Regions from separate parts of the Canis lupus genome. Here region 2 is linked to region 1. The links are chromatin contacts, called in public Hi-C maps. All regions are on one chromosome and are shown on one strand. Each heading gives the region's core, a stretch centred on a gene start, on an enhancer-like site or on the middle of the called end of the contact. The rest is flanking DNA. Distances are from core to core; before and after follow the strand shown.

The links. Hi-C and Micro-C count contacts between places; a contact is called where the count stands out from the background.
Region 2: a Hi-C map of blood shows a contact between it and region 1, with 2.5 times the contacts expected there. The contact joins the promoter of MED10 here to the promoter of NSUN2 in region 1. A contact is called at or near these places in 2 of 9 Hi-C or Micro-C datasets (both in blood).

The regions. Positions count from the first base shown.
Region 1 is chr34:7,292,060-7,299,122 of UU_Cfam_GSD_1.0, forward strand. NSUN2 (RNA cytosine C(5)-methyltransferase NSUN2) reads left to right here and starts at 3,900. Exons shown (of 15, transcript XM_038583342.1): 1 at 3,900-4,001; 2 at 4,123-4,280; 3 at 4,900-5,004. The coding sequence starts at 3,900. It overlaps SRD5A1 (steroid 5 alpha-reductase 1), which reads right to left and starts at 3,506. Exons shown (of 5, transcript NM_001287100.1): 1 at 3,040-3,506. The coding sequence starts at 3,320. LOC111093921 (a long non-coding RNA gene) reads left to right here. Exons shown (of 4, transcript XR_005383683.1): 4 at 48-491.
Region 2 is chr34:7,474,500-7,481,562 of UU_Cfam_GSD_1.0, forward strand. MED10 (mediator of RNA polymerase II transcription subunit 10) reads left to right here and starts at 3,964. Exons shown (of 4, transcript XM_038583344.1): 1 at 3,964-4,156; 2 at 5,285-5,368. The coding sequence starts at 4,035.

The DNA of each region.
Region 1 (7,063 bases), core at 2,650-5,149:
TTAAAGGAGTATCTTTATTTTTTAAAGATTTTTCTTTATTTCTGCAGGGAGGGTCAAATGGAGAGGAAGAGAGAAACTCAAGCTGACTCTGTGTTAAGCTAGGATCCCAATACAGGGCTTGATCCCACGACCCTGAGATCATGACCTGAGCCAAAACCCAAAAGTTGGATGCTTAACTGACTGTGCTACCTAGGTATCCTGGGAGTGCTTGTCTCTACATCTCCAATAATGAGTACAGTGCCAGGTATGCAAATCAATCTTCAGAAATGTGTGCCGAATGAGACATAAAAATGCACAGATTGTCCCTCTTTTGTAAGCAAAAACCCCTTCCCATTGACTGTGAAGCACCCTTACCTGGCTTTGGTCCTCACCACTTCAGACAGCTAGAACTCCCCTAGGGCACGGCCCTGCCTCACTCCTGGGTAACCTCGAAGCTTATCATAGGGCCCCTGCAGACATGTCCTGGTTCTGTAAAGAACCATGCCCTTGGCCTTGTCAGCATCTCCCTAGCACATCCCCTGGTCTGAGTCTGTCCTGCCACCAGCCCGACTCAGGCTTGCATTCACATAGTCTCCTGTGTCACCTGCAGGACCCTGGACAAATGGTAAGGCTGCACAAATGCTGACTGGGCTGGCTGGATGCTAACATGCTGCTTGAGCTTCTGTTCTCCCCAAAGGGCTCCAATGACGGTTTAATAAATTAGCTGCTTGGGTAGAATGGAAAATGTTTATCTTTTCTATTTGGAAAATGTAAATGTCCCAAACCACACAGGCTAAATGTGCTGTCACATGTACAACTTGAAACAGAATAGCCCAGCAAGTTGAAAAGCTACACCTGACCTAGCAAATCCTCTGGAGTAGTTTCTAAAGCCACTGCTCTAGGAATCAGAGGTTTCAGTCCCAACATCCTCTTGTCTGATAGCCTTGGGTAAAATACCTGAATTCTGTGTCTCAGTGGCCTGATACAGTCAGGTTCCAGTACTCGACAGGTGTCTGTGGCCTCACAGGATGCTGCATTCATCCAGCCTCACACTACAGTAAGTGGATACAATTAAACACAATGTTGTAAGTTAAAAAGCTCAACTCAGGCTTTCAAAGTTCTGTAAACCTTTCCCTTTACAAATTTCCAATGCCACATCTTCAGAAGTATCTTAAAGGCACTTGAGACTGGCAGCAGTGTGCCTGAGCAATACATGGGGTACATATGTGACTTGAGACTGGCAGCAGTGTGCCTGAGCAATACATGGGGTACATATGTGACTATGCCCACATGCATGACAATACGGAACTGTCTTGTTAATTGTCTATGAAGCATTTGCATTTGCCAGCATGGTGCGCACATTATACGGAGTTGCCTTTATTTAAATGCATGCCAATAGCATGGGCTGGCACCATCACGGCACCTCTTCCATTGACGGGGAAACCTGCTTAATAATATATCCCACGCCCCTAGTGATAAAGTTGTGGTAACACCCAGTAGTCTGACTCCAGAGCTTACTTGTGGCCATTAGAGAAACAGAGAGAAACAGGTTCCAGCACATTTTTGGAGACATGAACACCAATATGAAAATTCTGACATTCAAATTGCAGTAACGCTAAACCACATTACAAAAAAACAAGCAGCCTGCCAACAATTTTGCTCACTGGAATAATCTTGAAGAGTCAGGAACATAGGACGTGGAAAACCTTTGTTGAACATCTGTTCCTGTTTAAAGTGCCTACAAACTGCTCCAGCTGATTCTGTATCTCTCTCTCTTTTTTTTTTAAAGATTTATTTTAGAGAGAGAGTGCAGGTAGACTCAGGAGTGGAGAGGGAAGAATCAACACTGAGCAGGGAGCCTGACTCAGGGCTCGATCCCATGACTCTGAGATCATGACCTGAGCCAGAACCAAGACGCAGACACTGAAGCAACAGAGACACCTAGGCGCCCCTGACCCTATCTCCAGTGTCCTTGGCACTCGAGCAGACTCTTGCTCTCCATGCTAACCCTCTCTCTACTTGTCCTTTGGGTTCTTTGCTTCTCGTGGCTCAGCTCAAGTTTCATTCCAGTCAATGCAGTTCCAGCTTCTAAAACACCTGGAGTCCTCACGCACAAACTATAGTGGCAACAAGCCCTGGGTCAATTTAGGAACCTTAAAGTCTTTAAAGTAGATTCTACCCTTCCACATTTCAGATGATCAACTTTGAGGCATTGAGAGTTCTCGCAGACAAGGATTTTAAATGATCCCTGTAAAAAGGTGAATTTAACCAGCACTTCTGACAACTTCTGAGGTTTTGGTCATCCAAGTGTATGATGTTCTCTTTCCTTTTTGGATACCCTTCAGTGGTCCCAAAGCAAAATCAGGTTTTTACCAAACGAGGGTTATAGATATGCTTTTCTTCCTTCCATTGGTCATTTGGATTTTCCGTGGCCATATCCCTGATGTGCTTGGCATAGACATTTTGAGTAAATGCTGGAGGGCCAAAAGCTAAAATCAGTATTCAGCTGAGCTCAAAAGCAAATGTCACCATTGTAAAGCAGCATTTCAGGGATACAAGAATAAACCTACAATTTTAAGTCAAAAACATGTCATCATTTTTTTTTAAGTCAAACATTCTGGTCAGATTTTAACAGCTTGCAGGTTCTGATACAGGAAAATGACTCTGGTGATCACTGCATGGCACGGTCCTTAGCAAAGGAAAATGCTTTTCTAGCTGCTGTAGGCGTGACACTCCTGAGCGAGCTAACCTGCACATCCTCAAGCGTCCTCCTCCCTCCCAGTAGCCAGGTCAGTCCCTTTCCAGCCCTCTCTCACCACCCGTCGCTGTCCTCACCCCCAGCCCCACTTTCCCAAACTAAGCGTATTAAGCCGTCTGCCCCAGGGGAGGAAGGGGACGGTGCCCGTTACAGGGCAAGGGCGGCACGGGCGGAGAGGTCATTAGGACAGGGCGCCAGGGAGGGAGGGCGCGGGGCGAGGAAGGAGGGGGCGGTGGGGGCGGTGGGGGCGGCGCCTCGGCGGGGGCGGGGGCGCGGGGGGCGCGGGGGGCGCGGGCCGTTACCGTTGCGCGTAGTGCAGGAGGAACATGGCCAGGAGGATGCGGTTGGGCGCGCGGCGGAGGCGCTCGGCGGCGGTGCGGGCGCACACCCACAGCGGCACGGCCAGCGAGGGCAGCTCCTGCAGCGCCCAGGCGGCCCGCGCCGGCACCCCGAAGGCGGCGCCCGGCGACGCGTAGCGCCCGTAGGACGAGGCCGCCTGGCGGAGCAGCAGGGAGCCCAGGAAGCCCAGCGCGCACTGCAGGTAGGCGAGCGCGTGCAGCCGGGAGACCTCGGCCGGCTCCATGGCGGGGACGCGCGGGCACGCCCCATGGCCCCGCGGCCGCGGCGGGCCACTTATAGGGCGGCGGCGGCCGGCGCGCGGGGGGCGCGGTTACCTGAGGCGGCGCGGGCGCGGGCGCGGGCGCGGGCGTCCCGGCGCCGGTCGCACCCGGCCCTCCCCGGACGCCCCTGCGCGCGTGCGCTGCGCTCCCGCCGGTCGGATTGGACGCGGGCGGGCGCCGAGGGGGCGGGGGCGGGGCGGGGCGGGGCGGGGGCGGGCCCAGTCCCCGCGGCCGGAGCCCCGCCCCCTCGCCGCCCTGCGCACGCGCGGCCGCGGGCTGTCCGCGGAGCTGCCGGAGTCCGCGCGGGCGACCTCGGGGCTGCTCTCCGGGGCCCCCGTCCCTCTCGGGCGCCGCCCGCGCTTCCCCTCGCTCGCTGCTCCCCGGGAGCACGGGCCGCGGCGCCTTGGGCGTCTTCCCCGCGGCGCCCGCGGGCCCCGGAACGGCGCAGGCGCGGAGCCGGGGTCCTCGCGCCAGCCCGGAAGTCCTCTGCGCGGGCCGTGGCGGGGAGCTGGGTGCGGGCGGCGTGCGCGGCCGCGTGGGCCATGGGGCGGCGGGCGCGGGGCCGGCGGCTCCAGCAGCAGCAGCAGCAGCGGCCGCAGCGCGCGGAGGACGGCGCCGAGGGCGGCGGCAAGCGCCCGGAGGGGGTAGGAGCCGGGGCGCGCGCGGGCGGGCGGGGGCGGGGGCCCCGTGGGCGACCGTGGGCGAGGCGGCCCCGTGGGCGAGGCGGCCCCGCGGCCCTGGGTGGACCCGCGTCTGGTTCCGCAGGCCTGGGAAGGCGGCTATCCCGAGATCGTCAAGGAGAACAAGCTCTTCGAGCACTACTACCGGGAGCTCAAGATCGTGCCCGAGGGCGAGTGGGAGCAGTTCATGGGAGCGCTCAGGGAGCCCCTCCCGGCCACTTTGCGGATCACTGGCTACAAAAGGTAGGGACGGGGTCGTGCCCAGGCTTGGCTGCCCGTCGAGCCGCCGTGGGTCCGGGCCAGGGCGCTCCCGCCCCCGCCCCCGCCCCCGCCCTGCCCCCGCCCTGCCCCCGACCGCCGCCCCCCGGCGCAGTGGACCCCAGGGTCCGGAAGCGGTGAGGGCGGAGCGCAGGGGTCGCACGCAGTAGGCCGGGGCGTGCAGGGCGCGAGACCGCGACCCGGGAGCGTGCCGTCCGGGCAAGGATGGTCCCTGGGCATCCGAGAGCCGAGGGTGCCCCTCCCCCGGGGACACCTGAGAATTGATGTCCTCACACGGTTTGTGCGAAACCCCAGTTCTCTGTCCCTTCAAGTCTTTGTGGTACCATCTTTCCCAGGTGAGTTGCAAGTAAATATGAGCTGTGGGAATACTTGGGAGGGAAGGAATGCAATACTCCCTTAACGTGAAGCCATGACGGTCATTTAAACTTGGAAGGGGTAGAGGAAGAAAACAGGGATGAAAGAGGCAGCTTTCAGTGCAAAGGGGGTTTTGTTTTAAGACACTTGTCACCTTGGGTTCAACAAAGGATGAAACATATCGTATTAGCCATCCAGATTGGATCAAAACTTACTTGTTTTTTAATAGCCACGCAAAGGAGATTCTTCACTGCCTGAAGAACAAGTATTTCAAGGAATTGGAGGACCTGGAGGTGGATGGTCAGAAAGTTGAAGTTCCACAGCCCCTGAGTTGGTAGGTCAGACAAGCCTTCGTCCTGTGGGAGGATTTTAATCTTTGTCAAATGACAACCTGTTTTCTTGGCAACCTGTTTGCTGCTAGTGTGAGAGAATCTGAATCGACTTTACGGACATCCATGCATTCTTTTACTCAGTGCTTTTCCCCTGTATTATTTTACATCAGTGTGCAGCTTTTCATGCATGATTTGTGGCTCCCTAAGGGTCAGTTGGTTCTCTCAGTGTTTCCAAGTCCATCAGCCCGTTGTCTTCCATGATGGTACCACTTGTGTCCATTTCCATTTAAACCCCTTGTTTCCTCTCGTCCAAACTCTTGCCCTGTGGCTCTCCTATGATCAGCAAAAGGAGGCTCAACCTCACAAAGGTTGCCACAGACAGGTTCCAGCTGATTCTCTGTTGCCTTTTTTTTTTTTTTTAAGGTTTTATTTCTTTTTGAGAGTAAGAGAGCACGTGTGTGCACACGGAGTGGAGTGGGAAGAAGAGGGACAGGGAAAGAAACAACGCTGAGCAGGGAGCCCAACACGGGGCCCGATCCCACAACCCTGAGATCATGACCTGAGCCAGAACCAAGACGCAGACACTGAAGCAACAGAGACACCTAGGCGCCCCTGACCCTATCTCCAGTGTCCTTGGCACTCGAGCAGACTCTTGCCCTCCATGCTAACCCTCTCTCTACTTGTCCTTTGGGTTCTTTGCTTCTCGTGGCTCAGCTCAAGTATCATTCCAGTCAATGCAGTTCCAGCTTCTAAAACACCTGGAGTCCTCACGCACAAACTATAGCAGCAACAAGCCCTGGGTCAATTTAGGAATCTTAAAGTCTTTAAAGTAGTTTCTACCCTTCCACATTTCAGATGATCAACTTTGAGGCATTGAGAGTTCTCGCAGATAAGGATTTTAAATGATCCCTGTAAAAAGGTGAATTTAACCAGCACTTCTGACAACTTCTGAGGTTTTGGTCATCCAAGTGTATGAGGTCCCAAAGCAAGATCAGGTTTTTCCAAACGAGGGTTATAGATATGCTTTTTTTTAATGCTTTTTTCCATTGGTCATTTGGATTTTCCGTGGCCATATCCCTGATGTGCTTGGCATAGACATTTTGAGTAAATGCTGGAGGGCCAAAAGCTAAAATCAGTATTCAGCTGAGCTCAAAAGCAGATGTCACCATTGTAAAGCAGCACTTCGGGGATACAAGAATAAACCTACAATTTTAAGTCAAAAACATGTCATCTTTTTTTTTTTTTTTTTTTAAAGTCAAACGTTCTGGTCAGATTTTAACAGCTTGCAGGTTCTGATACAGGAAAATGACTCTGGTGATCACTGCATGCCCACTATCCTGAAGTCGTTAGGAAAGGAAAATGTTTTTCTAGCTGCTGTAGGTGTGACATTGCTGATCGAGCTAACCTGCACATTACCAAGCGTCTTCCTCTCTCCCAGTAGCCACGTTCTATACTTACCTCCTCTCTAGTGCCTTGGTTTGGAGATTTAACCGATGGTACTGGTGTTTGAAGCAGAGGCCACCTGACACTTTGAAAAGAAGTGGGTTTTAGGTTGCCTTTGTGCACATTTCTAATAGTCTTGCGTGTGTTGGCTGCTACGTATAATTACTGAAAGCCTTTGGTCCTTAAACATGCATAGAAATGTAGCTTTTCAGATGAGGAAGTCTGGTGGGCAGTAGGAGGAGCTGAAAAGCATGCATCCTGTAGGCTTAAAGAGGTGCGTCTGGGTGGGTCATTGTGCAGGTTCCAACAGATCCATGACAGTTAGGCTTGCCATTTTTCTCCCTCTCTGCAAACTGCAGTTAAACTCTAGCCTTGCAACATTTAATAGATGGTTTCCATCTTGATTATTGAACAGTAGCAGTGGGTCCAGGAATAGACAATTCTTCAACACCTGAGAAACATCCCAGGGGTTGTCTGGTTGAAGAACAAATGGGAATCACTCTCTGATAACCACCAGGAATCACTCTCTGATAACCACTGGTGATGCTTTTCACGTTTTGTTAGCTATAATCTGAGCACACAGCTGAAGGGTGTGAACAACATACTGTGTTATTTGTG
Region 2 (7,063 bases), core at 2,714-5,213, 180 kb after region 1:
CCCTCCTTGGGAATCTAGATGTGCCCTGGCTATGGTGGAAGAGACACAGGGGGACTTCTGAGGCTAGGACACACCAGCTTCTCCTGAGGTCTGTGCTCCTGGAATGCACCACCATGAACTGAGGAAGCCCCAAGGCCCACAGAGAGAGGTGGGGGTGAGCAGTGGTCTCCAGCCTACACAGCCCAGCAGAGCTCCCAGCTCCTACCAACGTGGTGACCATGTGTGTGGGCCTCTTGAAAGCAGATCCCTCGGTCCCAGGTAAGTCAGCACCACTCGTGCAACATGGCACAGAGGCTAGCCACGAATGCCATACACAGCCCACACTGCAGATGTGAGAGCCAAAGAGAGGATTTTAAGCCACTGAGTTTTAGGGAGGTTCATTATGCAGCAGTAAGTGATGTCTGATAGAATGTAACTGATTTGCTGATATTTTATTAGAATTTTTGCATCTACTTTTGAAAGAAAGATTGGCCTATATCTTCTTTCCTTCTTCCTTCCTTCCGTCCTTCCTTCCCCCCTTCCATCCTTCCCTCTTTAATTTCTTTCCACTGCCCTTGTGTGCTTTTCATACCAAAGTTATACAACCCTTTAAAAATGATCTGGGATGTATTTCTTCCTTTCTTTTTTTTTTTCTAGTCTTTGAAAGCATCCAGGTAAGTTGGAAATTATTTTCTTTCAATGTTTGATTAAAAAGAGATGAACTAGTGTAAAAACCTGTCAGAGTTTAAAAAAAAAAAACCTAGCAGAGTTTGATACCTTTCATTTCTTTAAAAGAGATTTTTTATCTACCAGCCAGTTTGTTGAAAGGCTAGGATCTGTTCTGATTTCCTATTATTTCTTAAGTTAATATTTGTAAGTTTCCTAGAAAATTGTCCACATCTTCTAAGCTTTCAAAATAGGGACATATAGGTTTCATTGTAACTGAATTATGTCTCCTCCTTCATGTATAATATTGTTGATTTTCTCTCTCTCTGCCTCCCTGATGGGCTTGCCAGAAATATGCCTGTTTGATTTTGATTCATCTTTTCACCCGTCAGCTTTTCTTTACTGCTGATCTTTGAGCTTCTGGTAAAAGTAGAAAGAGAACTAACAAAATAGTTTTCATTTCCATCATTCTCTGTCTTTATCACTCCTTTCTATATAGTTTCTGGGCTTGTGATTTCTCTTTTGCTCTTTTTCTTTCTTTTTGTTTACTTTTTCAATTGAACCCTGAGCTTATTATTATTTCTGAGCAATTTTCCCTCAAAGAATAGCTTTAGAAGCAAAGCAGAAGTTTGACAAGAAAGGCTTGTCATTCAGTTCTGAATATTTTACATTTTCCCTTTTAACTAGGATGACCATGTCATGCATCAACCAGATGGAGATGCCATTGGTGGTGAGCGGAAATGTGCCATTAGAAATTACACCAGGATGACAGCCAGCCAGTGGGTCTTGCAAATTCACTTGTATGTACACCCATAGATTATTTAATAGAGTGTGTTTCGGTTTTCAAGTGTGTATGTGTGTAAAGAGCAAATAATTTCATTGATTTCTACTATAATTACATTGAGGTCAGAAAATCTGGTCTATGGGATAAAACTTGGAATTTGTTGAAACTTCCTTTGTGGTCTAGTGAATGGTCACATTTCTATAAATATACACATGTACTTGGGCCTATATATATATATATAGGCCCACTTACTTTATCATTTCCTGATACAAGTATTCCAAATCTCCTGTTCTGATTATGGATTTTGAATGTTTCCTCATTGTTTACCAGTATTTGCTTAGAGGTTAATATTTGTATGTCATTTTGGTGGATTCTTCCCTTTATCACTAAAAAGATCTTTCTATAGCTTATTAATTTTTGATTTTATATGCTTTAACAACTTTTTTTGGTTGCCTGGCATACCTTATTGGAACCTACCCCTTTTCTTCAACCATTGTGTATGTTTGTTTTAGGTGTGCCTTTGAAAATCACATAGCTAGACTAAAAGAACAACCACAACATCAGCAACATACAATGCTTTCAATATGACATTTTTTTTAAAAGTAAGTAGTTAAATCTATTTACATTTATTGTGATCACCAACATATTTGTCCTTAATTCTTTCATCTTATTTTGTGCTTGTTTATTTTCCATGTTTTTTCTTTGCCTCCTGAATTGTTTCTTTCCTTCTATTGAATTGGTTATATTTTCCTTATTTCCTTCTACTCGACTAGTTCAGACATTATATATTCTTTTAAAGATATAACCTTAAATTTTTAAAATAAATACTGAACAAAGCCTACTTTCCATCAATATCTATCTCTTTCTTTTGAAACGAAGGACTGTTAACTTCCTATCCTTATCTCTCCTCAGTCATCTTTTCCTTCTTTGGCAAATATTTTATTTCTGCTTTGTTTTACAATTCCCCTGAAGTCAGTTGTTGTTAAATAGGGGGGGAGATACTTTACCTAACACTTCTGTGTATTCAGAGCAGAACAGAGGCGTCACATATCAGCTTAGTACACCACATCAATTGGAGTCCCTGATTTTGATAAGTCTGACAAATGAATTACCTTCATGGGGTTTCCATTTTTGGTCACATCTGGGAGAGATTATCTAGAAAAAGAGCTCTCTCATTTTGCCTAAGACTCCAGGAGTTGAATAGCAAGGAGGATGCTTATTAAGATATTCAGTAAAGGGAGAAATCACTGTGGCCTGTGGTCCCAGGAGTCCAGAGAGGCTACTGTAGGAGCAAACATTGGTTAGTCCTAGAAAAATGAGCAGAAAAGTTTTTTAAGAGCAAGAGTGATGTGACCAAGATGGAATTTTAGTAAGATCAACCAACAGCATTTACTACAGTTTCCATGCAGTAGGAGGGGTTATTCTTTACGGAGAGGAAGCCCCCTTAGGGTGCTGTTCTGTTAGAGCTGGCAGGAATGGAGGAAGGCCTGACCTCGGTAGGTGGCAAGAGGCAGGAAGGAAGAGCTGAGTAGGAGGTGGTTAGAAGGAAGAATTAGAGGAGGTGGATGCCAGTTACACATGAGAGGACGGAAGGGGGGCCAGTGCTGACGTTAAGGACTCCAAATGGGGGACAAGGAAAGTCCCTGCATGCACACTGCAGGATTTCCATCTAGGCAGGGGTTTGTGAATATGGGGCATTGCATGGTGCTTGGAGGTGGCTGTGACCTTTGGTGACACTGGCAGCCGTTAGTGCCAGAGGGCCTCAGTCCTGACAGGAGGCTTTAGCCACTGGGAGCTGTCCTGGTTGCTAAGGTACTCATGTGGGTAAGGATAAGGAAGATAGATCACTAGTGAGAAAGTCATAGGTCTGAAGCCCACCTTGAGCTGCCTCTCAGGCTCAGGACCAAGGCTGGGTGGTTCTAAGAGGGCCTGGGTCTGGCCGAGGGGGCTGCTGGACCCTGCGCATCAAGAAATTCAGGAGTCCATGGGCTCCAAGATCTTAAAGATGGCTTATGTCAGGGGGTAGGATTTCAGGTGTCTCTTCATTATACCATTTACAGCGAGTACTTGTAATTTGTGTATTCAGGAAAAAATAAGTCATTTTCCTCGTGGGGATAAGCTACCTTTTCCAAGCCCTGCCTGCTGTGCTTCCTTCTGAGCCAGGCTAAGGTCAAGTACACGTCTGCACTCCTTCCAGTTTCATGGACGAGAACGAGGGCTCGAGACCAGGGAACTTGCCCAGGCCTAGCGGAGGCGGAACGAAGCCCCGCAGGTTCCCGCCGCCGGCTCTCGGTGGCCCCTGGAGCTCGCAGGGCAGCCTGAGGACAGACACCTGGCAGACCCCACTCACCTGGGCGCTCCGGGCTGCTGGGCGGGGCCCCGCCCGCAGGCCCCGCCCCCGCAGCGCGCCAGGCCCAGGACCACGCCCCCAAGGGTCGGCCCCGCCCCGCCCGCCCCAGGCCCCGCCCCGCCCGCCCCAGGCCCCGCCCCGCCCGCCCCAGGCCCCGCCTCCCGCCGCCAGAGGAAACGGAAGTGGCGGCAGGCCCCGGCGGAAGCAGGAAGCGGCGGAGCGGGACCAGGCGCGGGCGGTGTTTGCTGCGGGGCCATGGCGGAGAAGTTCGACCACCTGGAGGAGCACCTGGAGAAGTTCGTGGAGAACATCCGGCAGCTCGGCATCATCGTCAGTGACTTCCAGCCTAGCAGCCAGGCCGGGCTCAACCAGAAGCTGTGAGTGGCGGCCGAGTCCGCCGGCGTCGACGGCAGCCGGGGATCCTGGGGGTGGGGAGCCGGGGCTTGGGAGCCGGGTGGGGATCCTGGGAGCCGGGTGGGGGGTGGGGAGCCGGGGATCCTGGGAGCCGGGGATCCTGGGGGTGGGGGCCCGGGAGCCTGGCGGTGGTGGGGGCCAGGGAGCCAGGGGGCCGGTGGGGAGCCGGGGTCTGACCTGAGAGCCGCCCCTCTCTGCCGCCCTCCTCTGGACTTGGGCCCGCCCCCCTCCCGCTCCGTTTTGCTGGAACTTTATCTCGAGGGCCCGTTTGGACACGTCGTCAGGGCCACACAGTCATCAAAGTCATCAAAGCCTGCCCTGGCTGCCGTGACTCCTTCCCAGTTTTCTCCCCGGCCCTTCTGGGGAGTCCAGGCCCTGTCCCCAGAGGGGAGGCGGACTTCACGGGGTGCTCCAAACTGCACCCAGGAAGGAGAAGGTTGTGAACCACCTGCTGCCGAGGTCTGGATGTGGTGGAACTGGAAGGGGGAGGGTGGCGAGAAACGGTGCAGACCGCTTAGGAACTTCTTTGGCAGCAGTCCTGTGCTGGTGCTTGGTGCTAGGCCCTGGGGTGGACGGGACACACACACACACACACACACAGAAGGAATGCTGCAGAAGGGCTCTAGCTTTCTAGGGGCTACAGACATCAAACATAAGTGCAGCGCAGCCTTACAAAACCCAGGGCTGGGGGACTAGCCTGGTGATCTCTTAAGCTCCAGAGGGGAGCAGAAATTAAACCAGGTGGGGGATGGCTTTCTCCTCCGGGATCGGAGGGTGGGTTCTTCCTCGGGAGTCTGCTGCGCACAAAACCAGCTGCACGTTGTCTTTGAGAGAAGATTGATGTTTTTCATCAGATTCTCTGAAGGGGTGGTTTTTATCACCCAAAACTGGCAGTCTCTACTTTAGAAGAGAATTGGATATCTAAGGGTATTCTCTAGTTCCAAAGCCTTCCTGGAATTCTGTAGCTAACTGTAAAGCTACTCGCCTTCGTGTGTAAGGAACTCTGGCCTGGAGCTCACCCCGGCCAGCTGGGTGGTGTTCCTGCTGTCATCTGAATTAACCACATGTTCTATTTTTGCCTTTTCCCTCAGGAATTTTATCGTTACTGGCTTACAGGATATTGATAAGTGCAGGCAGCAGCTTCATGACATTACTGTGCCTTTAGAAGTTTTTGAGTAAGTATTCTTAATTTGAGTATAACTCTTGTTTTATTGTGTTATAATGACGCCTTCAACCACTGGTATTTAAGAGCCTGTTTGTGGCAAGCACATCCTAGGTGCTGGGGATAAGCCAGGAAAGAAAATAGACAAAAACACCTGCTCTCAGGGAGCTTATGTTTTAATAGGATTAAAAATTCAAAAGAAATAGAATGAATAAAGAGTTATTAAATGTGCAGAAAACATCATAGGCTCCCCAAGTCCTGCTTAGACAAAACGGGCAGGCATATCACTTTTTTTTTTCTTGAGAGGCAGAAAGTCTTAGGTGGGCTTTATTATGAATTAAAAAATTCTAGGTAGAAACAGCCTGAGAAGTACTTTAGTGTGGTGTCTTCCAAACTACACTGGGAGTGCTCATTTTAGGAGATGGTAAGGATTTGCTCTTTTGTTGGGGGGAAAAGGTTCTTAGGCCAAGGAAATTTGGGAAGGCCATTCACTGTCTGCTGGGGGGAGAGTGGTGTGTGCCTCTCACAGTCGTGGCCCAGAGAATGCTTCCAGGAAATGGAATTTTCTGGCTTGTTTGGTTCAGGTTTTGTCACACTGGTTTCCCAGGTGAAAGAACTGCTAAGTAACCACAGTGGGCTGTTTGGCTACTAAGTGTATAAAATTCTGGACTTGTCCTTCCTCGGCCAGCACTGTTGTCTCATTGCCAAGTGGCGCCTCTCTCTCTCTCTCTATCTGGAGGCGGAGTGGGCTTGGAATGGCAAGAGCAAGAGCATGCTAGTCCTTTTTGCTTTAGAATTGCAATGTAAGTCACCAGATTTCCTGGAACAGTAAAGGGAAAGGTCATCATCTTACCTCCCAGAGGGTCAGAGATTTGAGTCCTAGTTACAGCACAGCTTAGCATCTGCCTGCCCCCAGGACACATAGGCTGCATTCTTTCTAGTCTCGGCTCTGTCCTCACCTGCTGGCGGCGATGTTGCGTGTCCTCAACGTGTTCTGTTGGCCCACCGAGCTCTCCGGGGTCAGGTGGGAGTGAAGGTCTCGTGCATATGGACAGCTCTAGACCCTGGACGGTGGCTGCCTGCCTGAGGAGTGTGTGCAGGTGGAGGCTCTTAGCCTTCCTTGGGTATTCTGAGTAGTGCAGCTCTGGCCTTGAACGTATAGGATGGATGTCAAGACACGCCAGGTGCCTCTGAAGGGCAAGTGAGAGAAAGAGGGTTGAGGAAAGATTGTGGGACAGCAGGCAGTGCAGCCTGGGCCACCAGAACCACAGCTGTAGGCACAGCCAGTGGGCAGAAGGGGTTAGGTTCATCGGGGGGATTAGGACTAGGCTGGCCTCGGAGCCCTGGTAAGCCGCAGATGCAAACTGTCCATCGATGTGCACAACGCAGGAGCCATTTCCAGGTCCTTAGTGGCCTTGGCAGCACATACTTTGGGACACACTGACGATAGCAGAGATAAAACTGTAGTCCTCGTCCTGTCCAGGACTTGAGGTTGATGTACTGGCAGAGTGGCACTTAGCCCTTGGGCCCTAGAAAAAGCCCAGCCCCGATGTTGCTGTTGAGACGGTTATTTGTTTAGGACACTTGAGCCTGTTGGGTGTTTTCTTCAGAAATGGATATATTTTGTTTAGCATTAATCATAATTTTGCTGCTTTCATTCCATCATTTCAAACACATTGCAATAAAATGGAATTTCTGGAACATGTGG